2 separate regions of the Zea mays genome follow, and region 2 is linked to region 1. The links are chromatin contacts, called in public Hi-C maps. All regions are on one chromosome and are shown on one strand. The core of a region is the stretch at or near the end of the contact, and the rest is flanking DNA. Distances in the headings are between cores, read along the strand shown.

Region 1 (6,128 bases), core at 1,947-4,446:
ATGGCGAAACAAATTTATTAAGCCTAAGTAATCCATGATTAGCGAATGTATACGGTAGCATCACATGAGTGAATCATGACTAATAAGGCCTAGTAGGTTCATCTTACCGTTTAGTCATTACAGGTGTAATTAGTTTTGTTATTAGCCTATATTTAATACTCGTAATTGGCATCCAAAACATCCAATGTGACATGAACTAAACTTTAGTCAAGGAAGCCAAACACCCCCTGTTTCTCCTTATGCACTCTAGGGTCAATGGTCAATGGCCTCAAGCTTATGTAGTCACAGTTCTGTCATTCCTCCGCACTTGATTGAGTACTAGAGCAGAAGTGAAATAGTGAATGCTCTTATCTTTATCGATTGCTTAGTCCTCTTTTAATGGAATAGCACCTTTTAGCACAATTGGTGATGTGGTGAAGTGTAAGCATATGAAAATGGTGAACATGTTGGAGCACTTGCTACACACAGGCCATTTACCTTGTTATACCCTTAAGAGCTTGTTCGGTTATTGATATTTCATGTGTATTGGAGTGTATTGGGTGAGATTGAGATGTATTTTGACTTGTTATGGATTTAAACCGGTTCATTCCCATCCAATACATGTGGATTATCACCAAAACGAACAATCGCTAAGGGATTATCTGCTAGCACTGTTGTTTTGTACTTGTTTGCAACTTTGTGCATTATAAAAACTTTTATCTTGCTACTGTGTACAGATTTATAAACTGTGTTTCTCTCCTTTCTGTGCAGATTATGTGCCTAATTTGTTTAGGGGATGCTGTGGACAGTGGACTGCCTTTTACCAGTCACGGAGTGTTTTTGTTGTGTTGTCACAGAACTACATACGATCTGGCCAGTTGATCTCTTAGTTCCATTGGGCATGGTTGGTGTTCGGTAAAAAGAAAAGGAAATCAAGGTCCAGAAACAGCAAATGTGCAGTAATTAGGTTTTACCGAAGTATTGGTGGAAATCTAATTACTTTCTAAAGGTCGTGGTATGTGCAAATCTGTTTATTATGATTACTTACCACGACTTTATTTTAGGATCATCGTGGTAGTTTCTTTTCTTTTAATGCATTTTGGCAGAGATAATTGTTCTATCTTTAGGTATCATGTTAGATACTTAATCATCATAAATCAAAGGGACGTTAGTTTTCTTTTTATTTGTTACAAGTTGTGACCCTCGCAATGAATTTATCTTCTGGGGTAACAATATATGTTATTTACAATTTGTGCCTTTGTGTGATTACGCATAACCATTTTATGGTTAATATATGTGAATGTGAAAAGGCCAGCATTATTTTTTTAAAGGAAATGATGTGTCATTATTCATCAAATCCATTTGTTGCAACTGTTAAGGAATCAGTAAAATCTCTGTTTGGCTTGTCACAACTTGGTGTACTTTAGCCGTGCTTCATCCCACAGCGAGGCCAGCTCCAATGAGAAGTTCCATGGTCTTGTTTTTAAGACTACTTTTTTATATAGAATAAAATAAAACATAGAAGGCAACTGGATTTTCTCTCTTCTAATGTTTTCTTTAAATGTTTCACCCATATATCCTAGTATCTCAATTTTTGCTTCTCATTTGTTTGCTGCAAATTCATTCGGTTAGGACATCATTGGCTCAATATACCATATTAACCACATCTTGGTCAATCTTGGATGTGGTGCCAATCTTGCTCAATCTTGATTTTGGACTTTATATTATCTTATTTACATCACTTAGGGTATAGGTTAGTCCACTAGTTGTCTCAATTATAAAACCGCACGAAAACGATAGGAATATCATTGTTTCATGTAAGTCTAAGGGCATGTACAACTCTATTTAATATCTTGTCTCTTAAGAGGTCTCTAGGGATATGTTTGGTTGCCTGGCCCAGCGCACGGCCAGGTCCATTTGAAACAAGCACACCATGTTTGGTATCCTGGCCCAGCTTGGGGGCCTGGCTGAGGCGAGCCACATCTGACTTCGTGGCTAGGCCCAATTGAAACACAGGTAACTTCCTTCGCGCATCAACTTGACCCGTGCTCGCCCACTGCGCTAGGGTTCACTCGCCTTTCGAGTTCACTCGCAGCTGCCGCGGCGGCTCTCGCCTCTCTCTAGGGTTCACTCGCCTCTCTCGCCTCTCCGGTCGGGCTGCGCGATGCAGGCCGGGTGGGCGCGGAGCCCCAGCAGCGCGTCGGCGTCGGCCAGCGCCGTGTCGTAGGCCACGTGGTGGGACTCCAGCGCCGGGTGCCTGCCCCGCAAGCTGCCGATCCACGCCGCGTCCTCCTCCAGGAACACGGTCCGCCCCCCGTGGTTCAGCGCCGCCCACATGGGGCTGTCGAGGCCCAGCCCGAACACCATGAAGTTGCAGGGCGCGTGACGCTGTAGCACGCGCAGCGCCACCCCGATCTCCTCAGACGTCTGCTGCGGTGTCGTGTTGGACGTGGCGTAGTGCACCAGCGCCTCCGCCACGGGCCGCGGCAGCGGCTCCGACGAGCACGAGGGCGATGCCGAGACAGGCGACGTGACCAGGGTGCGCGTGGCGAAGACGAGGAGGAAGCCGGCGAGCGCGGCGGCGAGGAGCAGGCGCAGCGCCACGCCAGCCTTGCCCTGCTGGAGGAGGGACGACATGGTGTCCCAAGCGTCAATGGCGAGCATTCTTTCGGGCCCCAGCGTCGACATCCCCACCGCTATCGACCTATTCGCACGGAAGGGCCTCAACAACTTCGAAATGGTCAGCCTCATGGGTACGTCGCCGCCGCCTATGCTACGTATTACGTTGCAATTAATCTTTACTAATTAATTCTTACAACTGATGCTGAAAGTTTTACCATGCATGACCCAAGTGCATGCCCTCTCCTCGGACTGGTCTTTTGACCTAGCTAGAACACAACTACTGTAATCCATCAGAAGGATCTGTTTCAAAATCATATTTTTAGTTCAAATCTGTTGTAATTCATCAGAAGGATCTGCTTACAATGTTCATGGTCATTTTTCTGTACTGGTAAGTTGCTCCTACTGTATCTGTATCTGACGGGGTATTACAAAGGATTACAAAGGATCTATTGTAATTTTTCTGTACTGGTAAGTTGCTCCTACTGTATCTGTATCTGTAAGTTGCTCCTACTGTACAGAGACCTGACGGGGTATTTTTCAAAATCTATTGTAATCTATGGGTGTAAATCATATTTAGATGATTGTAATTAGTTCAATTTATGGGTCAAAATCATATTTTTAGTTCAAACCTGTTGTAATTTGTTTAATAACGCTTAAAATTTTGAAATTTGGCGGGAACTGCATCCAACACATCAAAATTGGCGGTAACCCAATTGGGCCAAGCTGAAAAAATGAGAACCAAACAATGTGTCATATGGGCCAGATTTATTTTGACCAGGCAACCAAACATTTTAGGTTAGCTCATTACATGCGGCTCCCTTGAGTCTGGTCCTCTCACTGAGCCAGGCTTAGGCTGGACTAGGCAACCAAACATATCCTAGGTGGTTAAATGTAAAAAATACAAGAGATGGGCTCTTCGCGAATAGTCTGTCTCTACACGACTATCCATTTATAATGTTTCTTGTCAGTATTTATGATGTGATCATTTTAAAGACATCCCATTGTATGATGCAATTTATTAGGTGTCTCTTGTGCATAGAAAAACGATCAGGAGTCTCTAGGTGTACATGCCTTGGGTTACTAACTTGGTTTGGATTTGAGTAGCTTGTCTAAACATTTATCACCACTCATTAATATATACAATTTTGGTAGTATTAGCTATGTGTTTAGCATTTTAAGTTTTAATCAGCCATATTTTAGATTAAAATTTGTGGAAGAAAGAAGACTACCAATTGATCTAAGGTGTATTGAGTAAACTTTTGAAGCATGTATACCACTTGAAGTACCACTTAAACCACATTTATCCTCAGCATCAAGTATAGGTAGTCATACTTTTGTGAGATCACAATTTGGAGAGAGGTTTCTAGATACCTATTGAAAAATAAGCAATCTTAATTCTAGCTATTGCTTTGCTTATACATTCTAGCTTATAAAATAATTAATCAAACATTCATCACATAGGCAAGAAATATAGCACGTATTAACATACATACCAATTAACAACAAGTAAGATGCTAATTGATAAAATCACTGCAAATATAAGCAATCATATGGAAATACATATTTCTAATGCAACAAACAAGTTCATGAGTTTGCTGCCTCTATTTGTGTGTTTTCCCTTTGTAATTGACTATCCCTCCCTTTGTATAACATTGCCTTCGCTTTTATAAGCTTTTGTATAATCTATCATTCATTGTATATCAATTTTCTTCCCATTTTATCCCCTTTATAATTTTATCTCATGCTAAAAACTTCTCCCCATTATACTAGCTATGTATATAAACTTCTTTCCCCTTGTCATTAATTACTAAAGGATGGCAAGATGGACCATATAAAAACATGAGAGGTCCCATAGTGGCAGAGATGAGTTTTGAAAACTTCCTTCAAGGCAACAATTACTGCCACGATCATCTCGATGTAGGGTGAACTTATCATATACTTTTTCATAGTGGCTTGAATTAAACTATGTCCTTGAAACTTCACTCATTTTGCAATGGGTATCTTGTCAAAGTTGGGTTATACACTTAATATATCATATTTTAGTTCAAATGCTAGGTTTGCTTACTCATGAACAAGTTATATGCTATCACTATAAACATTCAATCATCAAAACAGTAGTGATAGAATATAACAAAATACTCATTTTATGCAATACATAACTCCTTAATGACTATATGTACTAATGAAATGCTCAGGTGTGTATGAATATGAACAATCAATTTTACCTTGATTGGTTGAAGAAGAGGTATGTCATTTATATGATGTGCATTCAGCTCATGTTAAGTAAGTCAAGAACGTTCAATTTATTCTTAAGCTTGCAAAACCTTGTTTCATCAAGTGGCTTAGTGAACGTATTGGCAAGTTGAGCTTTGGTACCCACACTTTCAATGTTGATATCCCCTTTGGCATTGTTGGATTGCAAATATAACGAGACACAGAGTGGTCATGAGTAAATCAATCCATCGTTCTTTATTGATAGAATGGTTGCTTATATAGAGGTACAAGGGGTGCGACGTACGAACATTTCCGTACGCTGAAGGGGTGTGATGAACATCCGTGTTCATTTGCCGATGACCCTTCCACAAAGGGTGGCTGTTGAGATCATCCCTTAACACTACTTCCCCTTGATCGAAACCAGCAATACATCCTTCAATTATATTTATTAATTCCTTCAAGAAAACTTATGGAAAAACTTAGGAATTTATGTGGGTTAAATAATACCAAGTGAACTACTCAAAATTCAGTGTAAAAAATAAGGAGTAGAACCATGGTACAACATTGTTCTCCCATGTACCTCTAGCCCAAAGAATGATAAAAATGTCTACAATCATCATATCAAAAACCCTAGTGGGAAAAATAAATGATGAGACATATAACTCAGGCCAATATTTCTCTAAAATAATCTTGTTAGAAAATCTGAGAAATCAACATATCAGCTGAGTCTCCTTAAAAACCCAACGGAAAAAATGAGGAGAGTAGTCATGCTCTATTGTTGATCTATTTGAACTCTAGGGAGATAAACTCATAGCCTAATTTAAATACAACAATAACTATGTCATATTGTATCATCCTCGAAAACCCTACATGAAAAATTTATGATACGACATAGGCCTTATGTTGATGTTGTCTCGTTAAAAACTTTGAATGAGAAACCCAAATAGGGGAAAAACTCATGCAAAGAAAAGAGTACAACATGGTGTAAGAACAAGTTCTTCCGATCAAGAGGAAACTCCCCCTGATCCTTGCAAATCATTAAGTCATCACATAACTGCTCTCAAACACATTTAAAAATATGGAGTAAGGTAGAGACTTAGTTCGCAACTTGTTTTCATCTAAATAACACAAAGTAATATTATCTTCATAGAGAATAAGGTCAGCGATAGAAAATCATGACCACCACAAACCCTCAGTATGTAGTATATCGTTCTGTACAATCACATGAAGTGTGGTACATTATGATTAGTGTAAGTGACCATTAATCTCTATTGATAGACATTTTTTCAAACAACAGGTCCAACTACATGAAG
Region 2 (6,285 bases), core at 3,352-5,851, 190 kb after region 1:
CAAGGGGAAACACGGCTTGTATTATCTCGCACCGGGGGTGCTTGTAGTAGGGGTTACAAGCGTCGCGAGGGAGAGAGAGTGAGCCTGTTCGTTTGGCTCGTTCCCCCCCGCGTGACCTCCCCCGCAGGAAGGCCCTGGACCTCCCTTTTATAGATGTAAGGAGAGGGTCCAGATGTACAATGGGGGGTGTAGCTATGCGCTAACGTGTCTGGCAGAGAAGTGCCTGAGCCCTGTGTACATGCCAACGTGGCTGTCGGAGAGGTGCTTGAGCCCTGTGTACGCGATAACATGGTCGTCGGAGAAGTGTCTAAGCCCTGTAGAAGCACAGCTGCGGTGCGGCTGGGATCCTGCTGACACCCCCTTGCTTCCGTAGGGGGCTGAGAGCCACCGACGTCATGGATGCACGCGGGGAACCATCATTACCTGTTACCGGGGTGAGCCAGATGGAACGCCGGTCTTGTTCCCTCGTAGCCTGAGCTAGCTAGGGGTAGGGTAATGATGTATCCCCTGTGGCGCGGTCGGTCCGAGCCCAAGGTCGGGCGAGGCGGAGACTTCTCCTGAGGCCGAGGCCGGGGTCGGGCGATGACGCGATTCCTCCTGAGGCCGAGGCTGAGGCCGAGTCCTGGGGTCGGGCGAGGCCGCGATTCCTCCCGAGGCCGAGGCTAAAGCCGAGTCCTGGGGTCGGGCGAGGCAGAGACCTCCTCCCGAGGCTGAGGCCTAAGGTCGGGCGAGGCGGAGCTTCCTGTTGCGCCCGAGGCTAAACTCAGCTGTTGTCAGCCTTACCCGGGTGGTTGGCACAGCAGTCGGAGCAGGGTGAGCGGCGCTGTTTTCCTATCAGATCGGTCAGTGAAAGGGCGAAGTGACTGCGGTTACTTCGACCTTGCCGACTGAGACGCGCGTGTTAGGATAAGGTGTTAGGCGATCTTCGCATTGAATGCGCCTGCGATATGGTCGGTTGGTAAGGCGATTTGGCCAAGGTTGCTTCTCGACGAAGCCTGCCTGAGCTGGGCTTCGGGCGAGCCAAGGGTGCGCCACCGCTAGAGGAGGCCCTCGGGCGAGGCGTGAATTCGTCCGGGACTACTGTTCCTGCCCGAGACCGGGCTCGGACGAGGCGAGATTGTGTCCCTTGGTAGACGAGGTCTTGACCTGAACCGTGCTCATCAGTCTTTGCAGTTTGTGCTGAGGGTGTTTACCAGCCGTGTTTTAGGAGTGTTGGGAGTACCCTTAATTACTGTACCCGACAACTGTGTAGTATAATTAGTATCAGTATATATCATAAATTTACAGCGGTTCTATATTTATGTAGGAAATAAAGCATTTATGGAGAAAAACGTGTCTGACTCATGCATGTCTTCCTATTTTTTGCGCGCACAGACGTGGAGTGGAGGGGGCGCACCCAATAACCTAGCTTAAGGTGTTAGTGAACGCGTCGACCTAGACCGATCACAGGAGTAATTGGCCAGGACTTCCTCTAACTATTAGAAGCTCATGACTTCTAATATACCGACTATATATATATATATATATATATATATATATATATATATATATATATATATATATATATATATATATATATATATATATATATATATATATATATATATATATATATATATATATATATATTGATTCCAATATGCATGATACCCGTATATATAATACTAATAGTTAAATTCTTGAAGTTGAAGCATGTTGCTTTATTGGGGATGGCATCCTTCGAATACAGCAAATACAGAATAAACTGAATTGCGCTAAACTTTTGTGTCAATAAATACTACAAGCTGGAGATATTTATATAGGGCCTCCATATTTCTAATTCACATAAGTAGGCTTTTGTACCTCTCAACTATTATATTACAATAGTTTACTTATATAAGGATAGTCTGGTCATTCTTCATCTCCTTCATACATCCCTATTAACCACTCATAGTGGGCGATTAATCTTCTTCATCCAGCCTCACTTCCTTTTCCACACCCTTGCTATTGGATTTATGGACTTGCACCAATAGATAAATTCAATTAATTTTTAGGAAAATCTCGCTTTGGTCTCTCTTTTCATCACGGGCGTGTACTGAAGATCCGGTCCATAATCGACTAAGGTCTTGTCCTATTTATTTACTCTATAGATTATATAATCTAGCTTAAATAAGTTAATAGGTAAATAAACAACACATATAATTAGATGGATCATGTGATTTATAAACTTAGATTGTGATAATTTATAAGCAAGTCAATAGGTGCTTAGGATTATATAATCTCCGAAGGAAACAGCCTAAAGATGAAACGAAGATCGACGACGATGAAGCACCGGCAAAGCCAGCACCACCGTCCAGGTCGCAGTATGAGCTACGGCAACAGATTGCAGCATGTATAGATGTCCAAACGGGCCATCCGGCACGGACCCGGCCCGAACCCGTTTCGGGCCGGTACGAATAGGGCCGGGCCAGGCACGGCCCGTTGATGCTTCGGGCCGGGTCGGGCTGGCCCACGTGCCTAGAGACATACCCAAACCCGGCACGCACAGGGAAAAATCGTGCCGGGCCGACCCGTTGGCCCGGTGCGCCTCAACGGACCGGGCCGGGCACTGGCCCGAACCAACAGTAGAACGGTATATAAATACATATATTTAACAGAATTAATCATATATAATAACATATTATTTATATATATTAAGACAACAAAATATTTATGTATGCATTTTATATTTATGTATGCATTTTATATATGTTTGGTCGCGTAATGAGAGAATTAAATGTATTTACATATTTAGTATTTACATAAATATGTGGGCCGCCGTCGGGCCGACCTATTTATCGGGCCGGGTCGGGCCAAAGCACGCGGGTCGCCCGTCGCCGTATCTGTCCATACCTGGCCCGCTAAACGGACCGTGCCGGCCCGGGCCCGTAACCGACCGTGCCGGACCGTGTTTGGACCGGGCTAAATTCGTGTCGTGCCACGGGTCAAACGGGCGGCCCGCAGTGTTTGGACATTTATAGCAGCATGTGAGCGAGCTCGAAGGAGACGGTACGCACATACGGCTCCCCATTTCTAATCAATCAATGAATAATAGTGTCTGCTGCTACCCCAAGACGTGGAGAACGCCTATTCGACGCCGCGGAAGAAGAGCACCCAAGAGATCCTCACCAAATACGAATTCAAAGGGGGTCGCTTTCTTTTCTTCACCAAATACGATGGTTTACCGGACTCCGTGTTCCTCCGCCGTCGCGCGTGCAGGACGCCGCGGCTCACGCGAAGCAGAAGCTCGTGGAGCGGCCACCCGCGCCGCTTGGTTCCTCTCCCTGCACAATCGCATCCGGCAATGTGATTGGTTTCTCCGTTTGGTCGCCATCGGTCAATCACAGCCAGCATTTGTTGCAACGGAGGAGTAGTGTGGCGGTCGGTACCGGTATTTTACTCGTGCTCTGTAGCCTGTAGCCTTTGTACCACTACCACTACCAGCCTCCATCAGCAGAAAGGAAGGCAGAGCAATGTGACGTCCCAGCAGCAGTATGAATTTTTTAGCTTCAAAAAATGAGACGCGACCTGCCGGTGCATTGATTCAGTTTTTGCTCTACCCAGCATCGCTGTTTGGAAACCAGCAATTGTCATTAAACCTCGTTTACCATGTGCCTGACTAGAAGACTACGTGGAGACTCCTGGTAGAAAGGATGGCGCACGTGTAGCGGGAAGCCGGGTAGTACCTCGGAGACTGTTGAGCCAAAGTTTATTTCGACGCATTTTCCTATTCTGCAGTAACAGAGACTATGCACCGGCTTCCTCAGACGCACAATTTCAACGACTACTAAGCTAGAGATTAAACAATTGATAAGCCAATACTTACACATGCACAAATAAATAATAGCGGCAATAAATCGAAAGCCTAACACAGCTAACAGTTTTAAATCAGTTGGTTGACGAGGTCATAATTTTAAGATTGATTTGCGGAACAGAGATAAAAACAAAAGGGACAAAATTGATCGGTTCCAGTTAAACTAGTGACATGGTAAGTTTTAATATATTTAGAAAGTATCGGTGGCAAGTTTTAATATATTTAGAAAGTAATATGATTTTTTTGCTACCTATATTATTTAAGGGCCTACTCAATCTAGTATTTAGGTACTAGAATTATTGGACCTGCTCTAAAGCAAAGAAAAGAATCAACACCACTCTCTCGTCTTCTAGATACGAGCAGGCTGTTCTTGGTTTCAGAAAGAAAAGAAGGGGGCGACTCGGTGTAGCATAATCACCAACCAACACGTGGATCAAAAAGATTGATTGTGAGAGATAGCGTAAACACCAGAACGTCATGCATCTAATAAACTCTTAATACTCCCTCCGTTTCTTTTTATTTGTCGCTAGATAGTGCAAAATTGCACTATCCAGCGACAAATAAAAAGAAACGGAGGGAGTATTGTTCTGTGGGTTGGTTAGTAGTCCTAGTAGCAGTACTACCCCCTACTGCTCACTCACATCTTGCTGCTGATCGAAGGTGAAGGTGACGGAGGGGGCCGAAATACTTGGTGTTGGCCTAACCACGAGGACCTCGTGTGCTGCTGCAGTCCATGTGGATGTAATGGCCATGGCCAGGTCGTCCCCCCATCTTTAGCGGAGAAAGGACAAACGCATGGCCACCCAAACAAAGCAGGGGCATGGCGCAGCACCGGCCATGGTGATGGGCTGATGGTGATGCTACCACCTCCCAACTAATTAATCCCCTCCTCCGTCCACAAAACATCCGTGACATTGCGACTAGGACTGCGACTGCGACGACCTCACTCTTCGAGTTGATTTGGTGACAGCTGGATCAAAAAAGGATTGAAAGGGATTGAGGAGAAAATAAATTAATTTCTCTCTCAATTTCCTCTAATTCTTCTATAATCTCTGGTCACCAAACCAAATCTTTCCGTGATTACTGATCACCAATTCTAATTCTAGCGGCCCCTCGGTGCCTAAAAAGCTTCGTTTAAACATTAATAAAAAATCGTTCGAGAGAAACAACATTATATTATTAGTAGGGGCCGGCCGCGGCGTTCACTTATGCTCTGACCATGATGAAAGATAACTGAATGTATCGCGCATGCATAGGACCCATTAGTTGAAAACACTCTCTAATGGGTTCTATAAAAAAAAGTTATGTGTATACCGGATGTAAACATCATCTTTTACAGTCTATCATATCTAACTTAGAGGACTACAAAGACATATCAAAATTAAAAAATAATTCTTTAGTAATTTATTTTTCTTTTATTTATATGGACCAGTAGATGATGTATATGAGGTCTGTAAAAGAGATTCTTTGTATCTGAGATGTAAAGAATTTTTTTTCTTTTTAAACTCGGCACGGAGAATCAATACTTCCTTTATATTTCTCTAGGCAAAAACGTTTAGATAGTGATCGTAGAAGCTCCGTTCAAAGTAACACACAAAATTAAGCCAGTCCTTTAGTTGAGTGTTTTTTATGAAAACTTTATGCCATCCAAACTAATCTTCACTAACTGAACCAGTATAAGGAAAGACATAATGTAAAGTTATATAGATTACAATAGAGACGATTCCTTATTCCGCATTATTAAAGTTTCTGGTTTAGTTTTCTGCCTTTAAAAATAAATCTTCTCTATTTAACACTGAATATAAATTTTGATGCCCTATAAGATACTATCGTTAGTTCTGACCTTTAACAATTCTTACTTTCACATGAAAAGATGATTTTATTCCTAGGCCCATTTAACATCAAATAGCCGGGGAATGTTGTTGCCATGCATTGCAGCGCTCGCTTGGGAAATCCCATGGGTTGCTTGCAGCCTTGCAAGCAAACATATGAGACTATTTTTAGCAGTCTCTATTCTACTTTCTGTTTCAATGTTTATTTTAAACTTTACTGTATAAACGATACAGTCTATAGTATAAACAATATTTTACAAGCTTATCTATACACTTTGCTAGATATAGTCTGACAACGCCGACTAAAGCCATGCCGCACGATCATGAGCGAAGACAGCATGATTCGTGGGTATTTCCAAAAATATATCCTTTGTTTTGTAAAGAGTATGCACGTACAATATATAAGAATAAATATATTTATGTATCTTATCAAAATGACTTCTGAGATCTTAAGAAACCTATCAATCTTCCTTTTTTCTAGTCTCATATTCATGCGTTAGCAGAGGGTGTTTTAATGGACTAGAGCTAATATATAGTTAGTTAGCTAAATATTGCTAATATAATTGGCTAGCTAACAAATAGTTAGCTAACTAATAGCTAATTTACTAAAAGTAGCTAATA

Evidence for each region. Hi-C and Micro-C count contacts between places; a contact is called where the count stands out from the background.
Region 2: a contact with region 1 is called in a Hi-C map of ear, with 2.5 times the contacts expected there. The contact joins the enhancer-like site here to the promoter of LOC103644591 in region 1. A contact is called at or near these places in 3 of 25 Hi-C or Micro-C datasets (ear, seedling and tassel).

What each region holds. Positions count from the first base shown.
Region 1 is chr1:44,354,889-44,361,016 of Zm-B73-REFERENCE-NAM-5.0, forward strand. It overlaps LOC103644591 (glucuronoxylan 4-O-methyltransferase 1), which reads right to left and starts at 3,197. Exons shown (of 1, transcript XM_008667775.4): 1 at 915-3,197. The coding sequence starts at 2,730. The coding sequence ends at 2,107. LOC103634491 (protein YIPF5 homolog) reads left to right here. Exons shown (of 2, transcript NM_001346983.1): 2 at 751-1,159.
Region 2 is chr1:44,541,455-44,547,739 of Zm-B73-REFERENCE-NAM-5.0, forward strand. No RefSeq gene overlaps it. Among protein-coding and RNA genes, the nearest start is that of LOC103644592, 53 kb to the right of the region's middle. Within about 2 kb of position 4,602, at least 15 of the 20 cell types and tissues checked have an H3K27ac peak or open chromatin away from gene starts, as enhancers often do. A contact at or near this core is called in ear, seedling and tassel, where this site is marked.